Regions from separate parts of the Mus musculus genome. Here all the other regions are linked to region 1. A link is a contact called in public HiChIP or PLAC-seq, Micro-C and promoter capture Hi-C data. All regions are on one chromosome and are shown on one strand. Each heading gives the region's core, a stretch centred on a gene start, on an enhancer-like site or on the middle of the called end of the contact. The rest is flanking DNA. Distances are from core to core; before and after follow the strand shown.

What was found. Promoter capture Hi-C pulls out the DNA fragments that hold promoters and counts their contacts. HiChIP or PLAC-seq counts read pairs in DNA pulled down with a chosen protein or histone mark. Hi-C and Micro-C count contacts between places; a contact is called where the count stands out from the background.
Region 2: a RAD21 HiChIP or PLAC-seq map of pro-B cells shows a contact between it and region 1, with 4 times the contacts expected there. The contact joins the enhancer-like site here to the promoter of Plxna1 in region 1. A contact is called at or near these places in 14 of 39 promoter capture datasets (the 3T3-L1 cell line, 3T3-L1-derived adipocytes, the C10 cell line and 9 more), 2 of 15 datasets of contacts at CTCF or cohesin (large pre-B cells and pro-B cells), 7 of 484 Hi-C or Micro-C datasets (the C10 cell line, the CH12 cell line, the N1E-115 cell line and 3 more), 16 of 115 datasets of contacts at active chromatin or transcription factors (the 230-238 cell line, bone marrow-derived dendritic cells, bone marrow-derived macrophages and 9 more) and 2 of 9 other capture datasets (embryonic stem cells and liver).
Region 3: an H3K4me3 HiChIP or PLAC-seq map of bone marrow-derived macrophages shows a contact between it and region 1, with 3 times the contacts expected there. The contact joins the enhancer-like site here to the promoter of Plxna1 in region 1. A contact is called at or near these places in 9 of 39 promoter capture datasets (3T3-L1-derived adipocytes, the C10 cell line, the SN4741 cell line and 6 more), 1 of 15 datasets of contacts at CTCF or cohesin (large pre-B cells), 4 of 484 Hi-C or Micro-C datasets (the 3T3-L1 cell line, bone marrow-derived macrophages, cerebral cortex and 1 more), 14 of 115 datasets of contacts at active chromatin or transcription factors (the 230-238 cell line, SST interneurons, bone marrow-derived macrophages and 9 more) and 3 of 9 other capture datasets (adipose tissue, embryonic stem cells and liver).
Region 4: a Micro-C map of the G1E-ER4 cell line shows a contact between it and region 1, with 3 times the contacts expected there. The contact joins the enhancer-like site here to the promoter of Plxna1 in region 1. A contact is called at or near these places in 15 of 39 promoter capture datasets (the 3T3-L1 cell line, 3T3-L1-derived adipocytes, the C10 cell line and 8 more), 25 of 484 Hi-C or Micro-C datasets (3T3-L1-derived adipocytes, the C10 cell line, the C3H10T1/2 cell line and 17 more), 23 of 115 datasets of contacts at active chromatin or transcription factors (the 230-238 cell line, the NIH/3T3 cell line, astrocytes and 17 more) and 4 of 9 other capture datasets (adipose tissue, embryonic stem cells, liver and 1 more).
Region 5: a promoter capture Hi-C map of hippocampal neurons shows a contact between it and region 1, with 4 times the contacts expected there. The contact joins the enhancer-like site here to the promoter of Plxna1 in region 1. A contact is called at or near these places in 8 of 39 promoter capture datasets (the 3T3-L1 cell line, 3T3-L1-derived adipocytes, HPC-7-derived erythroid cells and 4 more), 5 of 484 Hi-C or Micro-C datasets (the HL-1 cell line, bone marrow-derived macrophages, cerebral cortex and 2 more), 8 of 115 datasets of contacts at active chromatin or transcription factors (SST interneurons, bone marrow-derived macrophages, embryonic forebrain and 4 more) and 2 of 9 other capture datasets (adipose tissue and embryonic stem cells).

The regions. Positions count from the first base shown.
Region 1 is chr6:89,361,250-89,363,949 of GRCm38.p6, forward strand. Plxna1 (plexin A1) reads right to left here and starts at 1,364. Exons shown (of 32, transcript NM_008881.2): 1 at 1,158-1,364. It overlaps Gm40415, which reads left to right and starts at 106. Exons shown (of 2, transcript XM_017321867.2): 1 at 106-149; 2 at 336-1,342. The coding sequence starts at 495. The coding sequence ends at 929.
Region 2 is chr6:89,109,037-89,111,736 of GRCm38.p6, forward strand. 4933427D06Rik (RIKEN cDNA 4933427D06 gene) reads left to right here. Exons shown (of 4, transcript NR_134978.1): 4 at 1-1,003. Among named protein-coding and RNA genes, the nearest start is that of 4933427D06Rik, 14 kb to the left of the region's middle. Within about 2 kb of position 1,400, at least 15 of the 459 cell types and tissues checked have an H3K27ac peak or open chromatin away from gene starts, as enhancers often do. A contact at or near this core is called in the 230-238 cell line, the CH12 cell line and pro-B cells, where this site is marked.
Region 3 is chr6:89,578,560-89,581,259 of GRCm38.p6, forward strand. All of the region lies in intron 1 of Chchd6 (coiled-coil-helix-coiled-coil-helix domain containing 6), which reads right to left. Among named protein-coding and RNA genes, the nearest start is that of Chchd6, 16 kb to the right of the region's middle. Within about 2 kb of position 1,397, at least 9 of the 459 cell types and tissues checked have an H3K27ac peak or open chromatin away from gene starts, as enhancers often do. A contact at or near this core is called in 3T3-L1-derived adipocytes and bone marrow-derived macrophages, where this site is marked.
Region 4 is chr6:89,536,872-89,539,571 of GRCm38.p6, forward strand. The region is part of intron 4 of Chchd6 (coiled-coil-helix-coiled-coil-helix domain containing 6); the gene reads right to left. Among named protein-coding and RNA genes, the nearest start is that of Chchd6, 57 kb to the right of the region's middle. Within about 2 kb of position 1,385, at least 6 of the 459 cell types and tissues checked have an H3K27ac peak or open chromatin away from gene starts, as enhancers often do. A contact at or near this core is called in the G1E-ER4 cell line and the HL-1 cell line, where this site is marked.
Region 5 is chr6:89,497,906-89,500,605 of GRCm38.p6, forward strand. The region is part of intron 4 of Chchd6 (coiled-coil-helix-coiled-coil-helix domain containing 6); the gene reads right to left. Among named protein-coding and RNA genes, the nearest start is that of Gm46966, 46 kb to the left of the region's middle. Within about 2 kb of position 1,311, at least 41 of the 459 cell types and tissues checked have an H3K27ac peak or open chromatin away from gene starts, as enhancers often do. A contact at or near this core is called in SST interneurons, adipose tissue, cerebral cortex and 2 more, where this site is marked.

The sequences.
Region 1 (2,700 bases), core at 114-2,613:
CTTGGCCAGCCTAATGCAGCACTACCTCCTCCTGCTCACCCCCAACAAGCAATGGAGCTGGAAAACTGGGGGTGCTCTAGGAGGGCTGGAGAAGCACAGGATAGCACCACCCTGATGGGACTGAAGACCCGCAGCACCTGCTGGAAGAGGTAGGTAGCACCAGGAGCCAGAGCCAGAGGTAGGAGCCTGGCAGAGGGGCAGAGGCTCAGTTCGTTCCCATCCCCCCCCAACACACCCCTTTCTTTCAAGGGGCGTGGCCCCAGCACCCCACCGATGAGACTGAGAGGGCTCCGGCCACCTAGTAGCCTCTCTGAAGCCCTCTTGTATCCTTCCAGGGCAGCACCTGGGATCTCTGCAGGCAGAGGGGGCCTCCCAGGAATCTACACTCGCCCTTCCCTACAGCAGCCAGAGTCAGCCCATCACCGCCGCCGTCCTCGCCGTACACCAGGCCTGGGACCGTCCAGGAAGCAAGAGGGGAATCCTCCGGGGAAGGAATGACCCGTGGAGGCCCTGCGCAGGGGGAGGCCGAGGAGGCCCGAGCCGGCGTCCTCTCCGGTGGCACCGCACCGCCCCTTGCAGCCGGGTGGAGGGCCTGCGGGCCTGGGCTGGCTGCGGCGCCCACTCGCGCGCCGGAGCCGGAGGGGGCGGGGGTCCCCACGAAGCCTTGCAACTTCCACCCCACTGCCTCAGGCCGGCCCGAGGCGCAGCCAGGGACCTGCCCCGAATCCCGCGGCCCTGCCCGGGCCTGCCCAGCGCGGCGCTCGCCTGCGGCCCACGTCCCCACCCGCGGCCCGGTCCGACCCGGCGCAACACGGGCCGACATGGGCACCCGCAGGGCCCTTCCCGCGGGGCCACTGCAAACTTTCTCTCCTGCCTGGAGGAAGGGACCGCGACTGCGGCCACAGACATTGCGCCCCCCCGGATCGTAGGGCCCCGGACGTGCTGCGACCCGCCGGGACGCGGCAGCCCATAGCGGAGACCGCGCCCGGACACACGCGGGCGCCCGGCCGGAACCGCAGGACACGCCAGCCGCGGACACGCGCGCCGCAGTCCCCGCGCACACCCCCCTGGCCGCCGCCAGCGCCCCCCGGCCACTCGGGACCCCGGGCCGCGACGAGCCTCCCGCCGCCCGCGGGGAAAGTTGCGCCCCGACTCACCCGCCAACCCCGGGCGCGTCCCGCCGCTGGCCATCGTTGCGCCCCGCCGCTCGCCCCTCTGCGGGGCCGCCCACGCCGCGCAGGCCGCCCAGGCCGAGGCCGCCGCGCCCGGGCTCCGCTCCGCTGCGTGGCTGCGTCGCCGCTGCCCAGCATGAATGGGGCGCTGAGCTCCGCGCGGCTGCGGACCGGCCTCGCTCTCGCCGCCCCGCGGAGCGCCGTGCCGCGCGCATGCGCCGGCCGAAGCCGGGGGGCGGGGCCGGGGGCGGGGGCGGGGGCGGGGCGGGACCCGCGATGGCCTGCAGGGGGCGCTCGGCCCCGCGGCGAGAGCGCGCGCGGCGGGCCCCACCGCTTGCCTTCAAAGGGCGATGGCCACCTCAGCCTTAAAACTCTGGACTGGGGTGGGGGTGGGTGAGGTGGTCCGGGTGGTCCCAGGAGTCGATGCACTCTTTAAGGAGCACAGGCTGGAAGTACAGCTTTCGTGCACGGAAGGGTAAACTGAGTCCGGAGGAAGCACTTGCCCTGGTCCTATTGCTCATCTCTGCCTGCGCAACGATCGCTTAGGTGGGACCGGCACTGCACCCCGCAGGCCCCAGGAGGTGGCGCGTGCCGGGATGCCTAAGCTCAGAGGACGACTGTCCTGTCCGGTACGCGGTCCTGCAGCGGGGCGTGTTAGAACTACCCCAGCAGGATAGAGACCTCGCCGGGTCGATCGCGGGCGCGGGGCTGGCCTGCAGAGCTGGATTGCGCCAGGTCTCGGTCGGGTAGAGAACCTTTCTCAATAAGGTCACCCAGTGCAAGGCATCCAGACCAAAGCAGGCAGCTGTGCGCAGAACAGAACAGAGCAGTCAGAAAAGGTGGTCGTGGGAGGGGCGAAGGCTGACTGGGCACAGCCTGGGGGACCCAGTGCAGCTCATTCGGTAAGGACCATTGTCCGTACTCGTCTCCCAAGCAGTCATCACCCTCTTTCCCTGTGCTCATCCTTGCCTGGTTTTTCTTTGGGTGTGACCGTTTACATTTTGTCTCCCTGAATGACATATTCTTTTGTGTAGCTTGTTTGAGGATGCTATAGAAATGGTGTCCCGCCTTCCTCTCTGATAGGAATGCAGGGTCCTGTGGTCAGTCTTTGCTCTCACTGTGTGGCACAGGCTATTCTGGATAGTTAACCCTCTCTTCTGCTACTGGACTGGAGCCCCCTGCTCTAGACCTTGGTCTTTAGCTTCAACAGACGATGCAAACTTGGTTTTCCCCCAAGTGAAACCCCACCCCTCCACGTGATGGAGAAGTGTCAGCAACAGTGGGAAAGGTAATGGTTTGATTTTGCCAGGCTGAAAGTTGGTGCTGGTTCTTTTTGCTTCTGAATGGCGGTGAGACCCTTCTTCCACAGTTACACTTACCGTCGGACTCCACAGGCACTACATACTGAATGTACAAATCTCTGCTGTGCTGTACAAACCGGGTAGACAGACTGCGCAGGCCCTGTGACCTGCCCAAGCTCCCTCGCTGGTTGGTGGCAGAGCCTGGAGTCTGGCCCAGAGGTGCAGTT
Region 2 (2,700 bases), core at 150-2,649, 250 kb before region 1:
ATCACAGAGGGGAGCCAGGAAGGAAGCAAACGGCCCCAGAAGCCGACCCAGCCGTGCCTAGAGCTGGGGAGGATGAGTGTATGTATGTATGAAGTTCTCTGAAGCAGGATATCCTGATGTGGACCCTTATAGTTTGGAGGCAGCAGTAGCTGTTGCTGAATAGTAGTAGTAGTAGTAGTAGTAGTAGTAGTAGTAGTAGTAGTACTAGTTGTTGTTGTTGTTTTTACTATGATATCTTATTGTGTGTATCTGTGTGGGCATGTATGTGGCACAGTCTGTCTATGGAGGTCAGAGGACAACTTGCAGAGACAGCTCTTAATTTTTACCCTGTGCAGACCCGAGCCTTGAACCCAGGCCTGTAGGCTTGGCAGAACGTTTTTACCGGAAGCACTGTCCCACCAGCCCAGGATCCCCAAGTGAGTTGAAAGGCACTAGAAGTTCAGACTAGATTGAAAATGAGTAAGTCAAAGAAAATTGGACAAATTGAACAAAAGGCACGGGGGTTTATGAAAGGAAACAAAGAGAGTGAGCCACATTTAAAACACCGAGTAAGAGGCTGGGCGATAGTGGCGCACACCTTTAATCCCAGCACTTGTGAGGCAGAGGCAGGTGGATCTTTGTTAATTCTATGCCAACCTGGTCTGCAGAGTTACATGATGAGACCTGTCTCAACAGAAGGCTAAGTGTGGAATAGTTTGGTAATAATAGCCTTTTGGCCTCAGTGAGAATATTTTAAATGTCTTCTTCTTCTTTTTTTTTTTTTAATTATCATTAATGGGAATTTCCTGTCAGTTTTCTCATGGATGTCTCTGATCAAGTTAAAATAGTTCCTGTCTTCAGTACTCCTAAAGGTGAATTATAAATTGGATTTTGTATTTATGAAGTTTGTATTTGTTTCTAAGAAAAATGTCCAAGAAGAGTTTTTATCATGAATCTTTGTATGTGTGTGTGTGTGTGTAGTTAACTATCCTTTTAAATAAATCCTCCTCTTGGGCTTTGGTTGTACAAAATTCTTTTTGTAAAATTTCATAAATTAGCAATGCAAAAGCAAAATGTGTTTAGAAAAGCTGTCCTCCTGAAGTTATGGAAGACAGTAGGTTTGGTTTCCTCCTGCCTGCTAATTTCCTGTAGCTGTAGAAGCCTGCTCAACATGTGTGTGCTCTGAAGTCTCTGCTGTATTTTGATTTCCCATACATACAGCACTCTGTCCATGTTAGTCACTTGTTTCTTGTTGCTGAGATCAAATGCCTGACAAGAAGCTACTTAAGGAAGGGGCTATCTTGGCTCAGTTTGAGGGAATACATTCTATGATGATGGGGAGGTTAAGTGGGAGAGGCCGGGTCACATTGCACCTGGCAGTCAGAGGTCAGACAGGAAGTGGGGCTGGACTACAAAACCACAAACCTCATCCCTAGCGACTCACTTTGCCCTCCAGAAAGTTCACAACCTTTCATTTTCAAGTAGCACCAGTACAAACACAGGAGCCTCCTGAGGACACCTATATCCAAACCACAGCACCATCTCTCAGAATCATCCAGAACCAAGCTCGGGGACCAGACAGGTGTCATAGGTGTGGTAGGTACATTGGGAACTGTCCCTTTGCACCCCATAGCTCCTCCATCTGACCTTGAAAGCAGTGGGAAGCACAGTGGGCAGATCTGTGGGGTTCTCTGATTTGTGAGCCTAAAGGATGTCACCTCAGGACCCCTCCACCTGCACTTCCTGTCCTCATACAGCAATCTCCACACACATAAGTTCTGGCTGTGCCATTTCTAAGGCATTCCCATGGCCACAAGGCCTCATCACACTTCTACACAGATCTTTTTGGTTTTAGATACAGTTTTTCTGTGTTGACCTGGCTGTCTTGGAACTCACTTTGTAGACCAGGCTGGCCTCCAACCCACAAGAGATCCACCCGACCTTGTTTCCCAACTGCTGGGATTAAAGGCATGCACCACCGTGTCCCAGTTTACACACATATCTTAAGGACCAGCCTGCTTTTGTGGTTTTTGTTGTTTGTTTTTAAGTTTATAAAATAACTTATCAAACTTAGATCCCTGTGTCAAATGGTATGGTCTATTTTATTTTAATAGATGCTAAGATACTGCATCCAGATTAGTTCTCACACAATGCCAGCTTATGGTGTGAGGCGTCGTTGCTGGCAGGCCATGCTGGGGCTCTGGAATTTTTGGCAATATCTTAGATAAAAACTCGTTATTTTATTTTTGTTCTAATTAGAATTGCCTCGGCTATTAATAAGGTTCCATATCTTTTTATTTTTGTTTATCTACCTGTTTAATTTGCTGGCTCGCCTCATTTCTTTGTTCCAGGTCAGCATATCTCCTCTGCACATGCTCTGTGGGGTGCCATTCCTTTGTCTCCTCCTTTGGGAGCATTACTGTTAGAAGCAGCAAACTTGGGGGTTTCTGCTCACACCACCTTCCTCTTCCTTTCCCAGGCTGCCTTGTGCTGTGGGACTCAGCTCTGTCACCTTCCAGTTCACCCAGGGAGCAACCCTGTCACCAGGGCAGAATCTCACCACTTCTTGCAGGTCCCATCTGGTCTATGATGCTGAATTGCAGCCTGACTCATTAGGGTCAAGCCACGTTCAGACATCACCATAGGGCATTACAGAAGTCCCTGGCCTGGCCTGCAAAGAATGGACACCTGCAGGCTCACCCAGGCCTGGGGAATGTGGGC
Region 3 (2,700 bases), core at 147-2,646, 220 kb after region 1:
AAAAGATATGAGCAGAAAGTTATCTAGCAAAAATAGACAGAGAGCCAAGAAGAACAAGAGCAGTCATTTAATATCAGTCATTACAGAGATAAAAAATAAAGAAAGGCATGCTGAGAGAACACTTCACATCCATCAGAGCAGCTGTGTCTGATCAGAACAGTACGTCTGCACAGCTACAGAGATCAGAAGACTTGTACAATGCGGGGTATAACATAGTATAGGCAGGACTGGAAAGAGTCTGGAAGGGTTTCCAGAGGTTAAACATAGAGTTACCCAAATGATCCAGCAGTTCTAACAATCAGCTCAAGCCAAAGAGAAAGGAAGCATGCCCACACATGCTTCTACACTAATGTTCACAACAGCTTATCCAGAGTGGCCAATAAGAGAGCACCTAGATGTTCAACTAACGTATGAAAGTAAGTAAATAAAAATATAAACATCTATACAATGGAATACTATTGAATAATAAAAAGGAATGAAATATTGATGCATACTATCATATGGACAATCCCAGAAAACATGCTATGTGAAAGAAGCTAAACATAGACATCCACAGCCTGCATAACATAAACCTATGTGGTCTATCCATCCAGGAAAATCTCCAGACACAAAAACAATTATCAGCAGCTTGGGGCAAGGAATAGATTATACATTATGCTGATCATATTTCATGAGAGAGAGAGAGAGAGAGAGAGGAGAGGGGAGGGGAGGGGAGGGGAAGGGGAAAGGGAAGGAAAGGGAAGGGAAGGGAAAGGAAGGGAAGGGAAAGGAGACGAGAGAGGAGAGAGAACACAAACATGAACAACCCAGTGGCAGTTGTCTTGTCTAATAGGAATGAATGAGAGCTGGGACTTAAAGAAGAGGAAAAAAATGTGATTCCCACATTATTGAAAGAACATGGATAAAGGAGAAATGAAGAGAAACCACTAAGAAAATAATACACTACTGTGTGGATACCAAAAATCCTGAGATCAAAAAAGGGAAAGAGCCTTCAGAGGTCATGTTCCTTCTCTGAACACAACTGGGAAGTGAAGGTCAGTTTCAGAGCAAGAAACAGCAGACACATACTGAAGTCAGTGTACTAGGGTACACTGAGTATAGTATTCCCGAAGGGAGCCTCTGAGGTGAGAACATAACAAGATGGAAAGAGTATGTGGCCATCCTACCACCGTGCAGGAAACAGCTCCTGAAAGCTGATTTTTAAGTTTTCAGAAAATTTAGCAAACTAATTGACATCATGATAGCTGTTTGAAATTGACCTGGGAGGGAGTATTTCTACTACAGAAATCCAGAAATCAGAAAACACTACCAATTGGTTCTTGAGGGGAGGGCAGGGAGTAGATCAGGGTAAGAGGTCAACCCTGACTCCAGGAGAAGAGGAAGTCAAAGTCGAGGGCTGCCACGGTGAGTCACAGGCTCTGATTTGCCAGCCCTGGCATAGGTGGCATCAACAGAACCACACTGCCTGGTGAATGAAGGGTTAAGGAAAACATTGGCACAGTTCTTGTTGGCGGTAAGAAATTTGTAATATTTTTTAATGTTGCTACAAAATACAGCAAGTAATATTTTTAATCAACAAACACACACACACAGTAGTCATGCGAGAATAAACACCATCTGGGCAATGCTCCCTGCACCAACAAAACCAGAACAGAGGCCTCCAAAGCCAGACAGGGCTGGGTGCTCAGTGCCACTAGACCTCTTGTCACTATACCACCAGAGGAAGAAAGAAAGTGTTCCATGTGGCCAGCAGAGAGCTGTGGCAAGGGATAAGGGACAAAGATCTCTTCCTATCTCTGCGCTTCCCTTTCCTGACCTAAGTCAGAAGCATGCTCAGGCTACTGGCTTCCACAGAGCTCAGGAGAAAGAGTCCTGCAGTCAGGCCCATCTGGGTCTGAATTCTAGCTAAGCTGCATGACATTGGGCAGGGGCCTTCTTATCTCTAAATCAGTTTCTTCATCTGTGATATGGAAATAATGTAAGTGACTCCAGGGCTTCACTGAGGTAAACTGCAGAAAGCATTTGCACACACACACACACACACACAAAACCATAAATGCTAGCTATTCAGTGTGACTGGTACATACCAAACCAACATGGGTTATAGTTCAGGCCACACACATGCCAAGTGCACAGAGGTAAATGAAAGGATTGAACCAAGGAACTTTGAAAGCGGTGTGCCCAGGCTCTCCTGACCTTGTGCAAGTCTCTTCCCATAGTGCCCAGAATCCACACACAATGATTGTAGGTTCTATTTAATACACCTTCTGGGTCTGATAACATCCAAGTCTGATACCTGGACCTGAACTCATGCTGTTGTAGCAAGGGACCCTAAGGAGAAGGGGTCTGTTCCTGACACTGTGGCATGCTAGGCTGACACTTCCAAAATTCCCCAGAGTGAGGTAAAGTCCAAGAAGGACCTCTTTCCTACTTTTTCCAGCCACTCATAAAGAACTATGCAGATAGTTACATAGTCTGGGCAAGTCATATGGCCACCCTGTAAATGAAAGTTGTGAGGAGCCAGTGCTGCCTTACCAAGGGAAGTACCCAACAGAAGAACTATTGACAGATGAGCTGCATCCTGTAATCCAACTAAAGAAGATCAGAGTCAAAGGAAGTACAGTGTATGCACTAATGTGCCAGGGAGCAAATGCCTGGCACCCCTCACACCCACCTCCCAGCCCTGGTAATCAAGGTGCA
Region 4 (2,700 bases), core at 135-2,634, 180 kb after region 1:
TGTGAGGTACTGCATACTGTGCAAGCAGAAAAGGTTCATCAACAGCCCCAGTCCCTGGCTCTGTTAGAGGACATTTTCCCACACTCCCGAGTCTAGCATTTGGTCATCAGAACTCTTCCTTCAACCTATCCCCAAACCCTGCTGCGATTCCACCTGCTCTAACCAACTGCTGAACAAAGTACTGATCTGCTAAGGAAAACTCTGCTGAAAACACACCTGGTCTGATTTGCTGCTGAAACGGGGATTCTCCCAACTTGCTTCACGAGACTTCCTTCCCAGAGCCTCCCACAGCTAGCTGCACCATGTTTGGCTTTAACCTCAAGTGCTGATTTGGGGCCTCCATGCCTTGGGGAGATCAGACTCTAGTTAGAATTCAGTGTAGAAGCCTAGCAAGGTAGGAACCTTAGGAAATGGGTAGGTCTCAAGGAGGAGAAAAAGAGCTGCCTGGAGGGCAGATAAGGCTGCTGTGGAGGTGGTCGGCCAAGGCAGGCAGGTAACAGGTAGCCAATGATGAGGGCAGGAAGGACTCTGAAGCTTGACAAAGTCTGATGCTGTGTTTGTCCTCACTTTATCCCTGTCCTAGGATTCCCAATCTAAGAAGAACATTATACCCAAACGAACCTAACACATTACCACCTGTAAGAAAGAATACAGTCATTTTATCACCACAAAGAAAAACACACTTCAGGTAAGACACCACCAACAAAAGTCAATAGTGAAGGACTGAAAACATTCATCTTAGAACTCTAGATGCAGTGCTAGCCACTACTTACCAGCTGGCAGGAGGTGAGCACTAACCATATAGAACACATGGCTATTTCTATCAATACCTAACAAATGTACCCTCCAGGTTCCTGGGTTACTGGAGACGTGCCTCACAGATGATGTGTTATAGCTGATATATCAGCTATAATCCAAACTACTCTGGGAATATGCTCTGGGGCTCTCTCTTGAAGTTGCATGGTAGTGTTCAACATGGTTACCAGCATACAAAATGAATTAAACTATACATGTGCAAAATGCAACTAGGAAGCCATATTGTACCAAAACAGAAACATCTACAGCTTAAAAGCATACTCTCTATGGTGAGATGTCTGAACTATTCAAAGAACAGCAATCTCCAAACAACTCAGTACAGAGTACATTCAGGTCTCACACCCCACCTACGCACAAGGCAGCACCCATCATGAGACAATACTGAGTTCTTAGGCCATGGCTCTCATCTCTGGTCTCTGCTAGATTCTTTGACCTGGCCCTCAATGGTAGTAAATCCCAATTCAGCTTATGCAGCTGCCTGTCACTCAAGGGAATCTACAACTAGAGTCTTCCTACTCGCTCAGGAACCTGCTAACAACCTGCCCCCTCTTATCAAATTCCCTCTGTTCCAGAGATGGCTGTGGTTTCTATCTCCTGACTAGACTACTAGACTATAGCTGATAGGCAATACATTACTTCCTCACCATGGGGTGTGTGTGTGTGTGTGTGTGTGTGTGTGTGTGTGTGTGTGAAAGGAACTGATGGTATTTGTCCCAAATCTTTACAATTTAAGTAAAAAAAAAATTTTTTTAAAAGAGGCACCAATGCAGTAGACTCATGCCTTCCTATTCTTTCTGGTAGTATACTAGAATTATACAACCAGCTAGCACAAAACCAGAAGATGACTCTGTGATAAAAGGAAGGCTGTCTGACCAAAGGCCTCATGACTCAGCACCAAGTCCCCTTAGACATCTGTAGGAGCAGCCACATCAGAAGGCTTATACATGGGGTTTCTATTGCTTCTGATTTCAGAATACCACCAGAACCCACTGCTTAAACTGTGGGTCACAACTACATATGGAGTGGTACAGTGAAAGGTTTGTAATGACCAAAAACTAATTCAAAATCAAATGCATAATGAACCCAAGGTAGCTTGGCAGCACTCAAGATATCACATGGCTGATGTCACTGTAGCTTTGGTTCTGAACACACAGTATCATTACACGACACACCACCAATGAAGAGTCTGAAACCCTTCAGCTTCCTCAATGGACGTACTGTTCTTATAGAAGCAAAATGGATTAGTTACAGAAAACAACAGCTTTCAATGTTTTCCTACCAGCATTCCTCAGCATATAAGTAGCAAATCAGTATGTCTTTAGATTGAATTGTGTTAGAATGTTTGAGCTTAAAAATTGCTGTCTAAGTTGCTGAGTTGTATTTCCTAAAACACCGTTAAAGGAATTTTAGGATTAGGGCACAGTCTTCAACAATTTCTGAAATGGCCTCAAACATAATTCTGCCATTTTGTCCTGTTTACAAGTTCTCAACATTGTTGATTATAAAACCAAAATATCAGCCAGTTTAAAAAAATGCTATAAATGCTCCCTGTCCTACTGTTATCAAATATTCAGCCAAAAAATAATTTCCACTATAATTCCATAACCATACTGGTGTGTGTGTGTTGCACAAGTATATGAGTACATGTGCCTGTGCACATACCTGTAGAGAGCTGAAGTCAACACTCTGTGTCTTCCTGGATCATTCTTCACCTTGGTTTTGAGATGGATCTCTCATAGGCTAGATGAGCTAGACAGCAGCCTCCAGGACCTGCTTGTCTCCACCTCCCAACAATGGAAGAACAAGAACATGATGCAGCCCATTACACCAGGATTTTTACATGGGGGCTAGAGATGCAAATTTGGGTTCCCAGGTATGCACAGC
Region 5 (2,700 bases), core at 61-2,560, 140 kb after region 1:
GTCAAGAAGGAGACATGAAGGACCAAGACAGCTAGATAGATGATGATCCCTGCTGAGGAAAGGTCCCTGGTAATGAGGTCTGCTGGCTTTCAGGAAGACTTGCTGCACAGAGCACTAAGTAATGGTGGCCAATCCGGTTGGATTCTGTGGGCAGAAGAGTTCATCTTCTTAACTAGTGAAATGTGAAGGCTACCATGTTGCCATGGTGATCTGCATTAGAGAACACTGGGCCCCACACTGACAGACTCCCTTTATAAGGCCTTCACTTACTTTCTCTTTACAAATACATTTTAATACAGAGTCAAAATCAGTTCAGGTAATAAACATAATGAAAGGCAGAAAGGAAGGTTGCCTATCTCCCTGGGGAGCAGCCACCTCTGGGAGCCTGACTCTGACTCTCTGAGTTTAGTGGTACACCTTGAGCACATACTTATGGAACAAGGCATCTAGGAAGGGCTTAAGTGGCTTTGTGTAGGGTGAATCCAACATAGTCAAGTCAAAGCACCTGTTTAAGGAGGGAAAAGAGCCTTTTGCAAACAATTGCAACACAGTGAGAAATGCTACTTCTATCTGTCAGCTGCCAAGGCACGGGCATAGAGAGAAGGACTTCCAGTCCAGCAGCATAGGAGAGTTGTCTAAAGCAGGCAGATATCTGGAGGCATGTCTTGATGCTACTCTTTGCTTTACAGGTCACCTTAGACACTCTTCCTACCAAGACTACCAGGGCACCCTGTCCTTAAAAAGAAAAAGCTCTGTGAAGAGCTGGACTGGATACACAGGACACAAACCCTGGCCTTTCTGCCTTGTCCTCAGGTATATTCTACTGCTCATAAGTGTCATGTAACATGATCTGGACAGACTCCTCTCTAATGGGAAGTAGGAAAGAAGGTGTAGAGGAAGATCAGGGAAGACAGCAAAAGAGGCAGCACAGCACAGCACACAGCACAGCACAGCACACAGCACAGCACAGCACAGCACAGCACAGCACAGCACAGCACAGCACAGCACAGCACAGCACAGCACAGCACAGGCCAATGAGAGACGGAAGAGGCAAGCTGAATCAGCAAATGAGGAGATAAAGGAAAGGCCAGATGCAGGCAGATCTCACAGGGCCTTGAATGCCATGAGAGTCGTGAAAGCTGCAGCAGGTTCAGGTCCAACAGAGGGAGGGTGAAAGTGAGGTCATAAGAGTCTAAGCAGGAGGGACAGACCCGTGCTGGGGGCCCGCAGGCACAGGCCAGGTCTTCACCAGAGCAGGCACTTGCAGGCTCAGCCTTCTGTGAAAGACAGCACAGATGTGGGGCACTGAAATGCACAGTCAGCTGGCGGGGAGAGGAAGCCAGGGGCTTTTTTAGGTAACTATCAATGCCCTAGAAGTGGCTTTACGACATCTGCCAGAAAAGCTTTTCATTTGGAAAAAAAATGTAAAAAGGCAAGAGGAAAATCTATCTGGCAAAACCCCAACATACTTGATTGTAAAGAGAAAACAACCCAACTCCCCTCTTGCATAAGGCTCTGCTGCCTTCTGGCTTTCAGGCATCAGCACAGACAGGCAACAACATTTTGCAAGGCTGCTGGGATCCAGATCACATGTTGCCATCTACTAAAAGTGAAAGGAGGTTGTATAGGCTGCAGAAGCCTCCTCATCCTTACAAGTTCCCAGCTGTGGATCCTCTAGGACTGAAGGAAAAGTCCATTGTGCTCCATCCACATTAGGTGAAGCTACTCCCAGGATAAAGTGCAACAACAGTCAATTCTTGAACCAGGGAAGTTCAAGAATCCTGGCCCACTCAGAACTTACAGAGCCTAAATCTCTGAGAACTAGCTCCTTTAGAAGGCCCTCAGCTTTCCCTCGGTGACAGTGGGTGCTGGCCAATTGAGGCCACTGATCATCACACCCCATCAGATCATAACAATGGCAACATGATCACTCTTTCAACTGGCTGTTAACATAGCCAACAAGAAAGCACTAAGCTTCCATGTAAGCTCCCTGTAATTCCCCTGAAAGAATCTTTCTCAAGCATCCAACTGGTAGTTGCTGCTAATGCCAGAAATTGTTAAAACAGTGTTCCTGCTCATAGGCCTCTAGTGTGTCCTCATGCAGGGGTAGAGCACAAGAGTATCCCAACAGCCTTGCTGTAGGTGTGGGACAGGGTAGAGATGGGAAGGAGAGCATGGGCAGAATGCTGAGGGCAGGGAGGTGTTTGATGTTGATAGACATTCATTTCTGGACAGGGGAAGGGGAAATGCTGTCTGAATAGTCATTCCTGAACTGTTGATTGCTCTGCACATGCTAAGGAGTTCCTCGTACCTCCAACAAAGGTATGTCTTCTCCTAGAGAAAGCAGGGATGAGGCCAGCAGAGGCACAGCCACATACCTTGACTTCCAAGTTATAAAAAGTTAGATTTGGCCACAAAAATGAAAGATATCCATCACATAGTCTTTTAGTGGGAAACTATGGCAATCACAAGAGAACCAGGACTAATGAGGCCACAGGAGCAGCAAGGGGCTACCTCCAACCTTAGAAGCACATCCCTCTGCTCTACACCCTCCTTACCTACACGGTCTCTCACCACATTTCAGAGCTCTTAGAAAAAGGCTCTTCAATGAATAAGTGCAAGATCAAATAAAGCTATAAATTAGCCTGCTTGGTGTTATGTCACCAGCAAAGTTATTTGCAACAAACATGGTTCCAAACA